2 separate regions of the Triticum aestivum genome follow, and region 2 is linked to region 1. Evidence: chromatin contacts called from public Hi-C data. All regions are on one chromosome and are shown on one strand. The core of a region is the stretch at or near the end of the contact, and the rest is flanking DNA. Distances in the headings are between cores, read along the strand shown.

What was found. Hi-C and Micro-C count contacts between places; a contact is called where the count stands out from the background.
Region 2: a contact with region 1 is called in a Hi-C map of leaf, with 5 times the contacts expected there. The contact joins the enhancer-like site here to the promoter of LOC123081879 in region 1. A contact is called at or near these places in 2 of 5 Hi-C or Micro-C datasets (both in leaf).

What each region holds. Positions count from the first base shown.
Region 1 is chr4A:146,304,779-146,311,447 of IWGSC CS RefSeq v2.1, forward strand. It overlaps LOC123081879, which reads right to left and starts at 2,208. Exons shown (of 3, transcript XM_044504391.1): 1 at 2,084-2,208; 2 at 1,934-1,992; 3 at 1,069-1,834. The coding sequence starts at 2,168. The coding sequence ends at 1,451. It overlaps TRNAA-AGC (transfer RNA alanine (anticodon AGC)), which reads right to left and starts at 2,601; the gene lies at 2,529-2,601. It overlaps TRNAA-AGC (transfer RNA alanine (anticodon AGC)), which reads right to left and starts at 2,917; the gene lies at 2,845-2,917.
Region 2 is chr4A:146,693,396-146,700,333 of IWGSC CS RefSeq v2.1, forward strand. No RefSeq gene overlaps it. Among protein-coding and RNA genes, the nearest start is that of LOC123085653, 69 kb to the right of the region's middle. Within about 2 kb of position 4,731, at least 6 of the 8 cell types and tissues checked have an H3K27ac peak or open chromatin away from gene starts, as enhancers often do. A contact at or near this core is called in leaf, where this site is marked.

The DNA of each region.
Region 1 (6,669 bases), core at 958-3,457:
GAGGGCAAGGGCCCGCGCCATTGCCGCCTCGTAGCAGGCCTCCTCCTCCGCCCTCCGCTCTGCGCCGCTCGTCCTCCTCGCTCTCCCGGTAGACGGCCGCAAGGGCCGCCTGGTAGGCGTCCTCCGCTGCCTGGTCCTCCTCGCGGACGACCAGTGGCGTTGGCCTCCGGTCGACCTCGCGCACGCCCCGTCGCCTCGCCTCCTCGTGCTCGAAGGCGAACCACCTTGCCCAGTTGGGCGAGTCGGTTGCGTAGGCATTGTCGAGGCGCTGCTCCGGCGTTAGCAGCGCCCGCTGGCGCCGCACCTCCTCCGCGTGAGCACGAGCCGACCGCGGCGCCGCCGGCACTGGGATCCTATCTGGATCCAGATGCCAGTCGTGCGGCAGCGTCTCGTCCGGATACGGCAGAGGCTGGCGGTTCTGCCAGTGCCACTCCGCCTGGTGCACTGGCACGCTAACGCGCTGCCTCTGCCGGCGAGGCGCCGGCGGGGGTGGGAGGAACTCGGAGGGGAAAGGGGTGGCGGGGGACTTGCCCTCGGCCTTGCTGCCGCTGGCGCCGTAGAAGAGGCCCATCGTCACTGTGGTTGTGGTGGCTAGGGTTTGCCGGCGACGAGGGAGAAGGTGGGCAGATGGGGACGGCGAGTTTGGATGAGGACGGCTCCGCCGCACGGTCGGCTTAAAAAAAGACAAGCGTCATCGCTGACGCGTGGGCCCGTCGTCATAAATTAAGCTGACCGCGTGGGCAGCGGGTAATTGGACGGCTGCCATATGGGGACACGGCGGATAGCGAGAAGGCGCGCGAAGCGTCCGTTCGGCGTCCGCGCCGACGCATTTAAGGCGCAAATTTAGGCCGCAAATGCGTCGACGCGGACGCGACGCGAACGTGATTTGGATTTGGGTCGGTGCGTTGGGCCGTCACTTTTGTCCGCGCCGACCTAAACGGACGCAGACGGACGGAATATGTCGGCCCTTTAGAGTTGCTCTTAGCCTAAAAGGCTTACAACACAAAACAAATTTGTACACATTTGTTTGCCTGATTGCTGCATTGTTTGTGTAACTAAAGGTTTCGTAAGTTGTGCTAGAGACTTAAGAATTGATCGTTTTACCAAAAAGTGTAGTGCATGAGACAGCATCTGCTCGTGACGCTAGAGCCAAAAAGAAACTGCTGCTACTCTACTGTTCTGTGAGGAGTGAACTGCCAACTACTCTCTCCTTTCAAAATATAGTGCGCCGGTGCTTTCCGATGTCTAATTTTGATCATAAATTTAACCAACGAGACTAATTGCGGCGGAAGAAAAAATTATATAATTAAAAACTTCTTTTGAATACGAATTTATTGATACAATTTTTGCTCCCGCCGCAATTGGTCTTGATAGTTAAATTTACGATCAAAATTGAAACACGTGAATAGATGAAGCACTGCATTGTGGTATGGAGGGAGTATTATCATCTTCAGCGACCCTGAATGAGCAGCAGCCAGGCGGCACCTAGAAACGCGAGCAAGTTGATGCTGCTGCGAGGAGGCGTAGTAGCCCTGCAGCCATGGCCGCGGTAGTCACCGTAGATGTCCGGGTAGTTGCCCGTGGGTGGCTCCAAAGCGTTGAAGTCCCCTCTCTTGATGGTGTGGCTGCACCCCCTCCTGAGGGCGTAGCGCGCGCCCTCCACGGAGGCGCCGTTGCGGAAGCTGAAGCCGTCCAGCGCGCTGGCCACGCAGTTGAGCACGTCCTCCGTCTCCACCACGCACGCCCCGCCGCAGTAGTAGTCCACCGCCCCCAGCGGCACGCCGATCACCCCCGACGCGTCCAGCCGGAGCGCGCCCTCGCAGCACCCGTACACCTGCCCACCAGGAGAGGACCAAGGTAAGACCCACCCACACCGTCGGTCCAAGAACCCAAGGCAGACTTGGGAACCAAAAATGCCTTGGGAACTGCATACCTGGCCGTCCTCAAAGCACTGCAGTGACCTCGAGGGCAGAGGCTCTATCGGCGCAACGTCTGTCGCGCACGCATGCGGAGAATAAGAGTCCACGTCAGTCGACATCGGAAGCGTTAGCATTGCTATGTGTGTGCGTCCACCGTACCTTACCTGGGTTGCAGGATGTTGCGCACAGGCGCAGGCAAAGGACTGCCAAGCCGCACCAGCCGCGGATGAGTCGAGCGGGGAGGCCCATCGGCAGAGACCCGGCTCTGCGTTCACCGCAGCGGGTTACCTCATGCCCATTGTGAGTGACTTATAAGGGGAGCGCGATGATCCTTCATTGGTAGTAATATAAGATTGTTGCCTAAAAAAAGTAATATATTGTTTAAAAAAAAGTAATATAAGAAAAAAGGAGCGGCAAATTCAGACCACCCCGCACCTGCCTGCTCTCTTTCTGCTAGCTAAGCTTCTGGATGATAGCAACCGCGGCAAGAAAAATGCGTTTGGATGGAAGTACAGATCGGCTGTTTGTGCTACCGGCCAACAGCAAACACACAGTGGCTTATCTGTTATCTGAAAAATCTGAAAGTTGAGTTAGTTTACAAAAAGCTAATGGAGATGCGGGGTATCAATCCCCGTACCTCTCGCATGCTAAGCGAGCGCTCTACCATCTGAGCTACATCCCCTTTACGGCGTAGACGAAGGATATTCTGATAAAATCATAAATGGTCACATTCCGCTCTTGGCCAGTGATTTTTGCACCGCTTTTGTGTATGTTCGCAGCACAAACGCGTATATGCTTTTTGTTTGTGAGATTTGGAGTTTGCAAAAGTGAAGTCAAGATCTCTCTCAACAAAAAGAAAGTAAAGTCAAGATAGTGTTTTTGTCACAGTATTTTCGGATCTGCAAAGAAAGGAAAAACAAAATTTTGGAGAAGTGGGGTATCGATCCCCATACCTCTCGCATGCTAAGCGAGCGCTCTACCATCTGAGCTACATCCCCATGTTGTTTTGTTCGATTACGTAACGCTAATGACAATGGAAGGACAAGTTCTGTGTTGGGGTGGACGATTATGGTCCATCGTGGGGCACATTGGACGAATGCTCCATGAGTTTCATGGGTAAATTACATGCACGGTCCTGGAACTCGTCGGCCTGCTCCAAAACAGTCCTGGAACTTGTGAATCGCTCCAAAACAGTCCTCATACTTGCTATTAAGCTACATATACAGTCCTGTGTACGTTTCTGCATACGCTGGGCGCTGAGATGGGTGCCACGTCATCCTTCGAGCGGGTCCAGCCAGAACGCTTCGCTGCGAAATTGTGCAACCGGCCCGCTGATTGCGTATTGTTTCCAGTTCGAGCCCTTCACCCTTTTCGCCTCTCTCTCTGTTATTCCTCAATGACGACCATGGCTGGCGGCCGTGGTTGGTGATCAACATGATCGCACATACGAGAGTCGGTCGTTCCGAGGGATTTTGCGAGGGCGACGAGACCGTCGTCTGTCGCTGTGAAAGGCGTTGATGTCGCCTATAGAACGACACAGCGGCGTCCCTGTGCCCACGTACGGTAAGATTCAACCACCCCTCATATTCTCTAGCATTTGCTTCGTAAGTGCTAGTTGTATTATGACCATGTCGATCGTTTTGGCCGGATATGTTATAGTACAATTTAGGTACTTTCAGCATAATTTTAGTTAGGGTGTAGGCAGATTCTTAGGGTTCTTTGTTGGATGCTAAAATTGGTGGTTTCCTTTTCATTTTACAGAAGAAGGCACTGATTTCTACACCATTGAGTTTATCCATGGAGGCGTTTTCATTGGCACTGGATACAATAGGTCTTGTATGAATGGTCGTAAGGTCTGCTATGACTACTATGATGCCAGTGTCACCTGCATTTATATGTTGTATGAATTAATGTAGATACTGGGTTATGAGACTGCATACAGAATAGACATATTGATATCGCTGCCTGGAATGCAAATAAATGGAGATGGACTGAAATTAATATCTAGGGACAACGATATGAACTGCATCAGGAATTTTGTTAGGGAGGGGCACAAATACCTTATGTTCTATCAAGATCATGATGGCTCTTATGGTGGAGGAGGATGGGATGATGTCGTATCCAATCCATGTGCACATCGTCCTCCCGTGATTAGTCCAATGAAGAGCAACTGACAGTACTTTAGAGCAAAGCATTGTTGTCGTTCAGGAAAACACTTCTGACATGATGTATGCATGTGAGAGCAATGTACAAGGATCAAGCAGGAACACAAGAAGAGGAATAGTAGAGGGGGAGGGGGAATTAAGTAGTGAATCATATTCAGATGATTCGGATTATGACCCGGAGCTGGTTGACAGTGATTATGACCTGGAGGATGGTGATGATGATTTGATCAATGATGAAGTTGAAGATGCAGATGGTAATGATGAGAAGAAAGGAAGGACAAAAGGAAGTAGCTAGAAGAAGAGCCCAATTCTGAAGATGATAGTCTTGAATTGCCAGATTCAGATGGCGAAGAAATGAAGTTTAACTTCAAACATTTCACTAAAGAGGATTTGAATGAGCCCAAGTTTCATGTGTGGTAGGTTTTCTCATCTGTTGCACTGGTCAGACATGCAGTTAGGGAGTACAGTTGCAAGGAGAGACTGCAAATCACATTTCCCAAAAATGACAAAACAAGGATTGAAGCAAAGTGCAATGATGGATGCCCATGGTATTTATATGCTTCTTATGACAATAGAACAAAGGGTATAGTGGTTAAAACATTTAAAGATGAGCACACATGCAGTAAGAAGTGGCATGTTAGAGCTTTCATTGCCAAGTACATAGCTAGCAAATATGTTGACAAGATAAGAGCAGATGAGAAGATTTCTCTGAAGGGTTTAGGATCGATGGTTCAGCAAGAATGGAACATGAAGGTTCATAGGCAAAAGCTTTGGAGAGCAAGGAAAATAACATTCATCGTTATCTATGGAGACGAAATAAAACAATACAATATGTTGTGGGGTTATGCAACGGAGTTAAGGAGATCAAATCCTGGCAGCTCATTCTTTTTGCAAGTTGCTGATGATGGCCAATTTCAGAAGTGTTATTTCTCATTCGATGCATGCAAGAGGGGATTTCTTTTAGCTTGCAGGCCTATTATTTTCTTAGATGGATGTCACTTGAAAACACAATTTGGAGGCAGTATGTTGACTGCAATAGGAATGGATCCTAATGACTGTATCTATGTAACGAACATCGAATTTGTTTTTCTGTCAGAACGTTGCAAGCCAGACCATGGACCCACCTGACGCGGTACCTTTACCATCTTCTTCATTTATTGAAGAAAATGTCCCAAGCCACCCCCTGTGCAGCCAACAACTGTAACAAAAGAGGGAAATGTTCATAGAAAAAGAGAGGTTCTAGCTCTGGCAAAACTAAAATCAGCAGCTGAAAAAAGAGAGGTTGCAGACAAAGCAAAGTTTGAAGTAGCTATGGCCAAGATAAGAGAAGAAGAGCAAAAGATTTTGCAAGCTGCAGAGAAAAGGAGAGAAGAGGCTGCAGCAAAAAAGCTAGAGCTAGAGGAGAAGAAGGAAGCTGTATTGAGAGAGAAACGGTTGGCAGCTGAAGAAAAAAGAAAACAAATTGAAGAAAGGAAAAGAACAAAATTAGCTGCACAACAAGAGAAAAAAGCACTTGCAGATGCCAAAAGGAATGCACTGCAAGCCATAAAGAAAGAAGCAGAGGAAGCAAAAACTAAGAGGGCTGCAGAAAAGAAGAGAATTACTGATGAGAAGAGATAACAAACTGAAGCCGCTCTAAGAGAAGAAGAAATGGGATTTTTAATATTCTAGGTAGACGAGCAAGAAAGGATAAGAGGTTTTCATGAGAGTGAGGATCACTCAAGGCAGCATGCCTGGGAGGGTCAAGTTCAAATGCAAGGCACATCCATGGTACAAAATTGGGAAGAGAGAAATCAACAAGTAGAAGAATGGAACAATAGACAAGTTGAGGAGGCAAATAGACAAGCCATGCATGACACACTAGTATGCCAGGGAAAGGAAAGCACTTTGAAGCAAACACATCAGCCAAAAAGACCATATTTCAGTGAACCAAGAACTGGTTTTAAGAAACCAATGATAACAAGCATGTTTGATATATTTAGGGAGGAGAGATGAGCATGTGAAATGATGTGTGGTGTCTTTTCTTAACTAGTTGCACTATCTTTTATTTGCTTCCATGCATGTATGATATATGGTCATGTGATGAACCTTAACTTTACAAAATGATGTCTTTAGTACTACAAACTGCTGTCTTTTTGTCGTGTATCCAAAACATGTATGATATGTTCAAGAACATGTTCATTTTGTTCTTCTCCTGTGTATCATGTGTCATTTTTGCTAGGTCAGTGGTCAAAATTATGGAGCTTGTACTGAACTAATGTTAAATTGGTACAGAGCATGAACTGAACTGGTGCTAAATTGGTACATCATTGGTACAAAGCATGTTCTGAAATGGCCTGTGTTGTTCTAGTCAGGCATGCCAGTTTCTTATGATAGTCAATAAAACAAATTGAAAGGTTTGCTCAAAGCAATTGTTGTCGGACTTGGCCACACTGATGTTTATGTTCTTTTGATAGTTCACATAGTCAATTGCGAGTTAAAATGAGTCTTGCACTGTATAAATAAAGTGCAATTCACACTTCTACCTTACATTTGAACTACCAACATTCATAAGGTACAAAAGATCACTCATAATGTAAAGAAGT
Region 2 (6,938 bases), core at 3,481-5,980, 390 kb after region 1:
ACGTCCAATACCTGCAACATGGTTAGGAAGCAACACATGAGCATTTGCAACATCCACAAATTGATCAGGCGAAGGTGTAGCGGAGTGCACAGGTGGTGAACTAATGGTAGAGTGGTTCGAAAGAGCACGAAACGGGAACACATTCTCATCAAACACAACGTCACGAGAAATGTAGACACGATTGGTGGGAACATGAAGACACTTGTACCCTTTATGGAGAGAACTGTACCCAAGAAAGACACACTTCTTAGACCGAAACTCTAACTTACGCTTGTTGTACGGCCGCAAGTGCGGCCAACACGTGCACCCAAACACTTTGAGAAACGTGTAGTCTGGGATATCATTGAGCAAGAGTTCAAGAGGGGTTTTCATTTTCAGTAGTCGTGAGGGAAGCCTATTTATCAAGAAACAGGCGGTGGAAAAAGTATCACTCCAGAACCAAAACGGGACGGAGGCATGAGCTAGTAAAATAAGTCCAGTCTCTACAAGATGACGATGCTTACGTTCAGCGATGCCGTTTTGCTGATGTGTATGAGGACAAGATACGCGATGCGAGATCCCAAGCTTGTTGAAAAACGAGTTGAGGTTGTGATATTCACCCCCCCAGTCGGATTGAACATGAATAATTTTGTGCTTAAGAAGACGCTCAACATGTGCTTGGAACTGAATAAAAATATCAAACACGTCAGATTTACGCTTGATAAGATATAGCCAAGTAAACCGACTGTAAGCATCAATGAAACTGACATAATAGTTGTGACCACTAACAGACGTTTGGGCATAACCCCATACATCAGAAAACACAAGTTCAAGAGGATGTTTCACAACACGACTAGACTATGAAAAAGGTAGTTGATGACTCTTGCCCTGCTGACAGGCATCACAGATAGTTTCAGCGTTTTTATTGGATACAACTGGTAGTTCATGGCGATGCAGCGCATGTCTAACTATAGGGGCATCAGGGTGACCAAGGTGCGCATGCCAGTGCGTAGGCGACACACGAACACCACTGAACACCTGAGGAGAAGACGACTTAGGAGATGCGGGTGGTGCGTCAAGTGCATATAAGCCATGGCGAAGACCACTAAGCAGAACGGCCCTCGTGTCCCGATCCTTGATAAAGAGACGAAAAGGGTGAAACTCAGCAAGGACATTGTTATCACGAGTAAGTTGAGGAATTGACAACAAACTACGCGTAGCAGAGGGAACTCCAAGGACATTGGAAAGATGCAGTTTGCGAAAATTGTGTGCAAAAAGTGATGCCTAACCCACATGGGAGATGCACATACCTGCTCCGTTGGCAGTGTGCACCTGATCATGTCCACGATATGGTTCCTGAGTGGAGAGCCTGCCCATCTCACTGGTGAGATGATTCGTCGCTCCTGTATCCATATACCACGTCGGATTAAGAGAGTAGGACTGGGTGCGCCCGTGCTCGTGCCCCGTCACAGCAGCTGCAGCCTGCTTATCATTCCCTTTTCCATTGTTACCAAGGCCAAGGAAGTCTTGCTTGTAGCGTCTGTGGCAGCGAGAGGCGAGGTGACGATCAATGCCACAAAGCTGATAAGCCTGAGAAGCACCGCAACTAGAACAACAAGCAACTGGGCGACTCCCTCCAGTGATGGTCGGCGCGTTGCCCTGCGAGGCCTGCGACGAGGAAGCCGGTGGTTTGCCACCTGATGCGGCCGGCTTCTGAGGTTTGCCGCGTGTGGCGGCGTTGGCGGAGGCGAAGCTGGGGGGAACACGGCGCGCCGCGCCTTGATGCGCTGCTCACGCCCAAGGAGGCGCGCATAGAGCTCACGACGCGGGAGCGTATCCTCTCGACCATGGACGTTCTCAATGAGATTGTCATAATCATCATCAAGCCCGTTAAGCACAAAAGTGGTGAAGTCCTCGTCCTGAAGCGGATGACCAACAGAGGCCAAGGTGTCGGCGAGGCTCGTCATCTTGTTGAAGTACTCCGTGATGCTGAGATCACCAAGCTTGGTCTCACCCAGCTCGGTGCGTATAGTGTGCGCACGCGCCTGAGACTGAGAGGCGAAACTAGTGTGGAGGGCCGCCCACGCCTCCCTGGACGTAGCGGCGAAGATGACCATCGACGAAACACTCGGCGTGAGCGAAGACTGGATAGCAGAGAGAATAACCTGATCCTGCGCCACCCACGTGTGATATGCCGGATGGTGAGAGGGTGGACACGGGATGGATCCGTCGACGTAGCCCTCCAAGTAGCGGCTGCGGAGTAGAGGCAAGACCTGAGCACGCCATGACAGGTAGTTGTCCGGCGCGAGCTTCATCGGCAGCAGGTGCGAGAAATAAACGGCGGCGGGGGCGCACCATACGATGGCACGGGAGCACCGCACCACGGGTGCGGACTCGGCGGAGGAGGGCCGCCGGGGGCCGGCAGCGCCGCGGGCTCGGTCGGGACGATTGGAGCGTCCGGAGACCCCGAAGCCCGCGGGGAAGTGGGCGGCGGCGGCGGCACGGCACCGTACGTCGTCGCGAGGGGGAGGGAGGCCATGAAGGGCGACATCGGGGCGAGGGCCGGCGCGGCGGCGGCGGTCGAGATCGGCGTGGCGGCGGCGGGAGGTGGTGCAGCGGAAGACATCGTAAACTAAATTGATACCATGTAAAACATAGGGTTTGGGAAACTGGCTCGACATCCTAAAACGGGATGTGGCTATCTCATTATATAGATGTATTAAGAAGTACAATACAAGGCCTATATAAGACTACATATATACAGTATAACAAGTTTGGCTTAATTCGTTTCTCGCGAAAATGAAAGGAAAAATTTGCAGCCAGAGAACACCCCCAGATCCCAGCTCGACATAGGATTCTCAATACGCATCTGCGACTGTAGTAGCGACCAGTGTGCCGACTGGGTGGGCGTATTAAAGCAAGCCTCGAGTTCCAGCATGCAGGGCCTGCTGGGTTAGGTGGTACGTGCGCCAGCAGCGCAGCTCAGGACCCCGGCTGGGAGCAAACGGACGACTGGTCCGAGTAGTGGAGTTTCGTGCAGCGTGGCACACAAACCCACGTTGCACTTGCATCCCATCACTCGGTGTCCGTCCGCTCGTTCCAGCACGTAGCATCCGCACGTACACGGCCGGTTGGCGCATCTTGATCTGGCGTAGCAGTCGGTACAATGCAACGTGTCGATGGCGCATATGCTCCTAGCATCTCCGCACCAAGGGGTGACGGCATCAGTACGCCAGTGTCATTTCCGAAAACTCACGTTGCACTCAGTATTCTTGAATGATCCTCCATCCCTAGCTGGAGTAACACGTACTAGTTCATCGACTGGTCTGGTCATGTAGACCAATATGACATGAACGTGCCTAAAATGGCGTGATTTTCCGCATGTGCCGTAAGATGTGGGCGCGCTTTCTTTTCATCGGACACTACCGTGCATGAACTAACAATGAGAGTTAGGGAGACACGTGCATAAGTTATTTGGTGCAACTATGGGCCACGTGTCATGCCATGCATGGGTATGAAGCAGTGAAAACACAGAGTTCCTTCTGATGCGTCAAGCTTTTGACGCATCCTTGAGAAAAAAACACAGAGTTCCTTCGCTGCGTGTGGATGGCAATGGCATGGGCAACCCAGCTCCCTGTCCCCGGGACGGGCCCATCCGAAGAGGCATGTGAGTGACCTCTCGCTCCTGACTCTGAGATGCCACAGGGGCCCGTTTAAGCAGGCCCAACTAAACTTGTGTAACGAGCGGGCCCAGGCTGCAGAGCGCAGTAGGGGCCTCCCGCGACGTCAGACAGGGCCCGAACCACAAAGAGAGTCCCACCCTGGACCGCAGTAAATAATGCATTTGCAGATCTCCAAAAAGAAAGTAAAATATACATTTACTGTAGTAAAATTCATGTCACGTCCCCTTCGCCGGCGCCGCAGGGATCGACAGCCGCGGGCCACGCGTGTCGGCGAGAATAACTTTGGTCTGGGCCGTCTGGGCGTTACTACATTATATGTTGGGCAATATTTTCTGGGCCCCTTCTCTCTGGAGTTTTTATAGTAGGGTGGGGAAAGAATTTAGCACTGTCTCCCTCTGTCCTCTCATATCCAAGGCCATGCAATCCCTCAAAATAAATAAAAATCCAAGGCCATGCCAAGTTACTTGATCGAGGATTCTCAACAAAAAAGAAAAAAAAAGTTACTAGTAGATCGATAGATAGGAGGAGGAGGACCGAAGGAGAGGGACAATATGAGGTCCTGCTCCAGCTGACATGCGGTGGCAGCACCAGTGTTGCTGTTGCACCATCATGATCTCTCTCGCTCATGTGCATGGTTTCTTACATTTTGTTAGTAAAGGTTTCGTACACGCGAGGAAGCGCGCGCAGAAAGGTCTTAAGCCTAACTTATGCCGGCATTAATCGAGCATGGGCTTATCAGGCGCTGGTGATCTGTGTTGCACTGTTGCGTTGTCGATCCAGTGGGCTGTGGGCGGGGCATGCACGGGTAGTTTTCAGGTTTTCGGTGCGCACATGCTATCCGGCCATTGCTTGGTCCATATCGATCTGTGCATGCATGGGTAGGGCATGCCATGGCTGTGCCAGTTGAGTTTGCGCTCTCTCTCTCTCTCTCTCTCTCTCTCTCTGATGTAGAAGTATATTTGTAAGTATATATACACAAGTCCAACCAACAGTCCTGCACAGTCCATGTATACACACGGGCACCAACACTAGCCTTGTCCCGGCCTACTTATTGGTCAGTGTGACCTGGACGAGGAGACACGAGGGCAGGAATCATCCTGATTGGTGAGCCCCGCAGCATGCATGCATGCGGCCGTAATACCGAGATCGATGTGTATGATATCTTTGTTTGCATTGGTCCATCTCACTGTATCTGCATGCATCAATGCATGCATGCGGCCGTCGAGATAAAGATCGACGCGTACATCTTTGTTTGCATTGGTCAGAGGTCGATGCATGCCTAACTTGTCAGGCGGGAGAGATCTGATCAATCATGGAGGTCTGGTCTGGCACGTAGCGTAGCGCGGTGCATGCAGGTAGCAGCTGGAGGTGTTTTGGATTTGGATGGACGTAGCGTGCACGTACTACGCGCGTACGCGCGCTCTTGTAGTTGTAGGCCTCCACAGACCACAGCCCGGCCGGTCTGAATTTTTGGTCCATCTTGCCAGCTGCGGCATGCATGCATGCAGCAGGAGCTGCCTGCATGCGTGTTTTTTCCTGGTCCACAGTCCACACTGACACTGCCAGGGCCTCATCCTCCTCCTGCCTCCCCATACGGATCCACCTGCATATCCTCCGTTGCTTGCAACTTGCAACTTGCCACTTGAACAAAACCATGTAGGAAAAGGGGTGTTTGTTTCATGGCATTTGTGCTCGTTCCGGTACAAGAAATGAAAGGGTAGCTTGATCACTATCTCCTGCACTGCACTGCATGTGTGCTGATCGGCTCCCCATCCCATGCATGATGCATCATCTCCCGGGCCTCCACCGGGGTCACGACACGTGGATGCATCATGCATGTACTCGATGATTTGATCTCAGTCGACGGAGAAGCCTATCAAGAACTCGATCGGTCCATGATCTTGCTCTTTCCCTTTTTCATCGCTGCCATCGCATCCTTCGCCCTTCTTTCAACTGGAAAGGTGTGTTCCTTCCATGATGCTGGGCCTCGCTAGCTGCTCTAATTGGTCCTATTCCAACTTTCCAACCGTACACACACATGGAGTACAACTTTTGCATCGCATGGATGTATAGATATACATCATACATGGGCGCATTTGCATCTGGATCCAGCATTGCTGCATGCATGCTCTTGTTCTTGTTGCCAGCCCAACCCGTTTGATTTATCACTGCCAAGGAAACAATATGATAAAAAGATGAAACCAACATCTTACTGAAAGCAAAAGGAATGGAGATCTTGATCCGCCAAGTCAATAGAGAAATGATTCACGACGCCACTCGGTTTAGGAGCAGATTAGTTAAGTAGACACATGCCATGATCATAACCTAATTTAGTCGTATGAAAGCTCAGAAACAAAGCTGCTAGTCACATCAAGACTTTATCTTTTCAACGCCACTTTGAAGAAAGGAAATATAAACATCGATTATTTCACCTGGGTTGCCAAATCTTTCATTATTTGTGGAACACATGGGCGTGTTTTAAAATGTAACAACAACGATCTGAAAGATGATAAGAGTAAGATGAGAAGATCTTTTGGGCGGGCAGGGAAGAAGAAAGCCACAAGATCCAAAGCTGAAGTAAGCAGCATGTATGTATGCCTGAGTTGGGAAGTATGGTACGCAAACTGGTCCAAGTACTCATGTGCAGCTGTCTCCAGATCTAGATTGGCACTACTTTTTTGTTTTCAAACAGTATTGACAAAACTGAAAAGGGGATGCATTCCGAATTCAATGCAGGACAGGGGAAAAGCCACCAGGAAAAACTAAACGGGATGGATAATAAACAAGATGAAGTAGTAAGCAGTGTACAGGTTATCATGAGTTGTACTAACTTGCAACTTGCAACCGTGCTTATATTTAATTTTTGATAGGTGTTGTTCTCATACGTGCTGCTGCTAGGAATCAGACTTACTCATGCCCAAGCTTGGCGAGATATTTTTATTGGACCATGATAAGTGCCACATGTGTGGCATGAACACATATCAACTCTGAATGTTTTTATGGCAAATTTAGTGACGCGAGGATGCCAACTTTAGTTGTCAAGCATGATAACTTTTTTTTCGGATAGCAAGTTTCAGTTTTTTTTGGGTTTGTTTTTCTTTTTTGAAAGACAACTTTACTTGTAAAAAACGTCAGGGCCGACTTGCTTCGTGCCACCTCTCATTTTTATTTATTTTACGAACACAAAATGTTTATTGACTTCAAACCAAAGAGCACCGGAGTGTGGCTTGAGGTACTTTGTACTTGCAAGGTACTAGTATGCTATACCACGCCCAG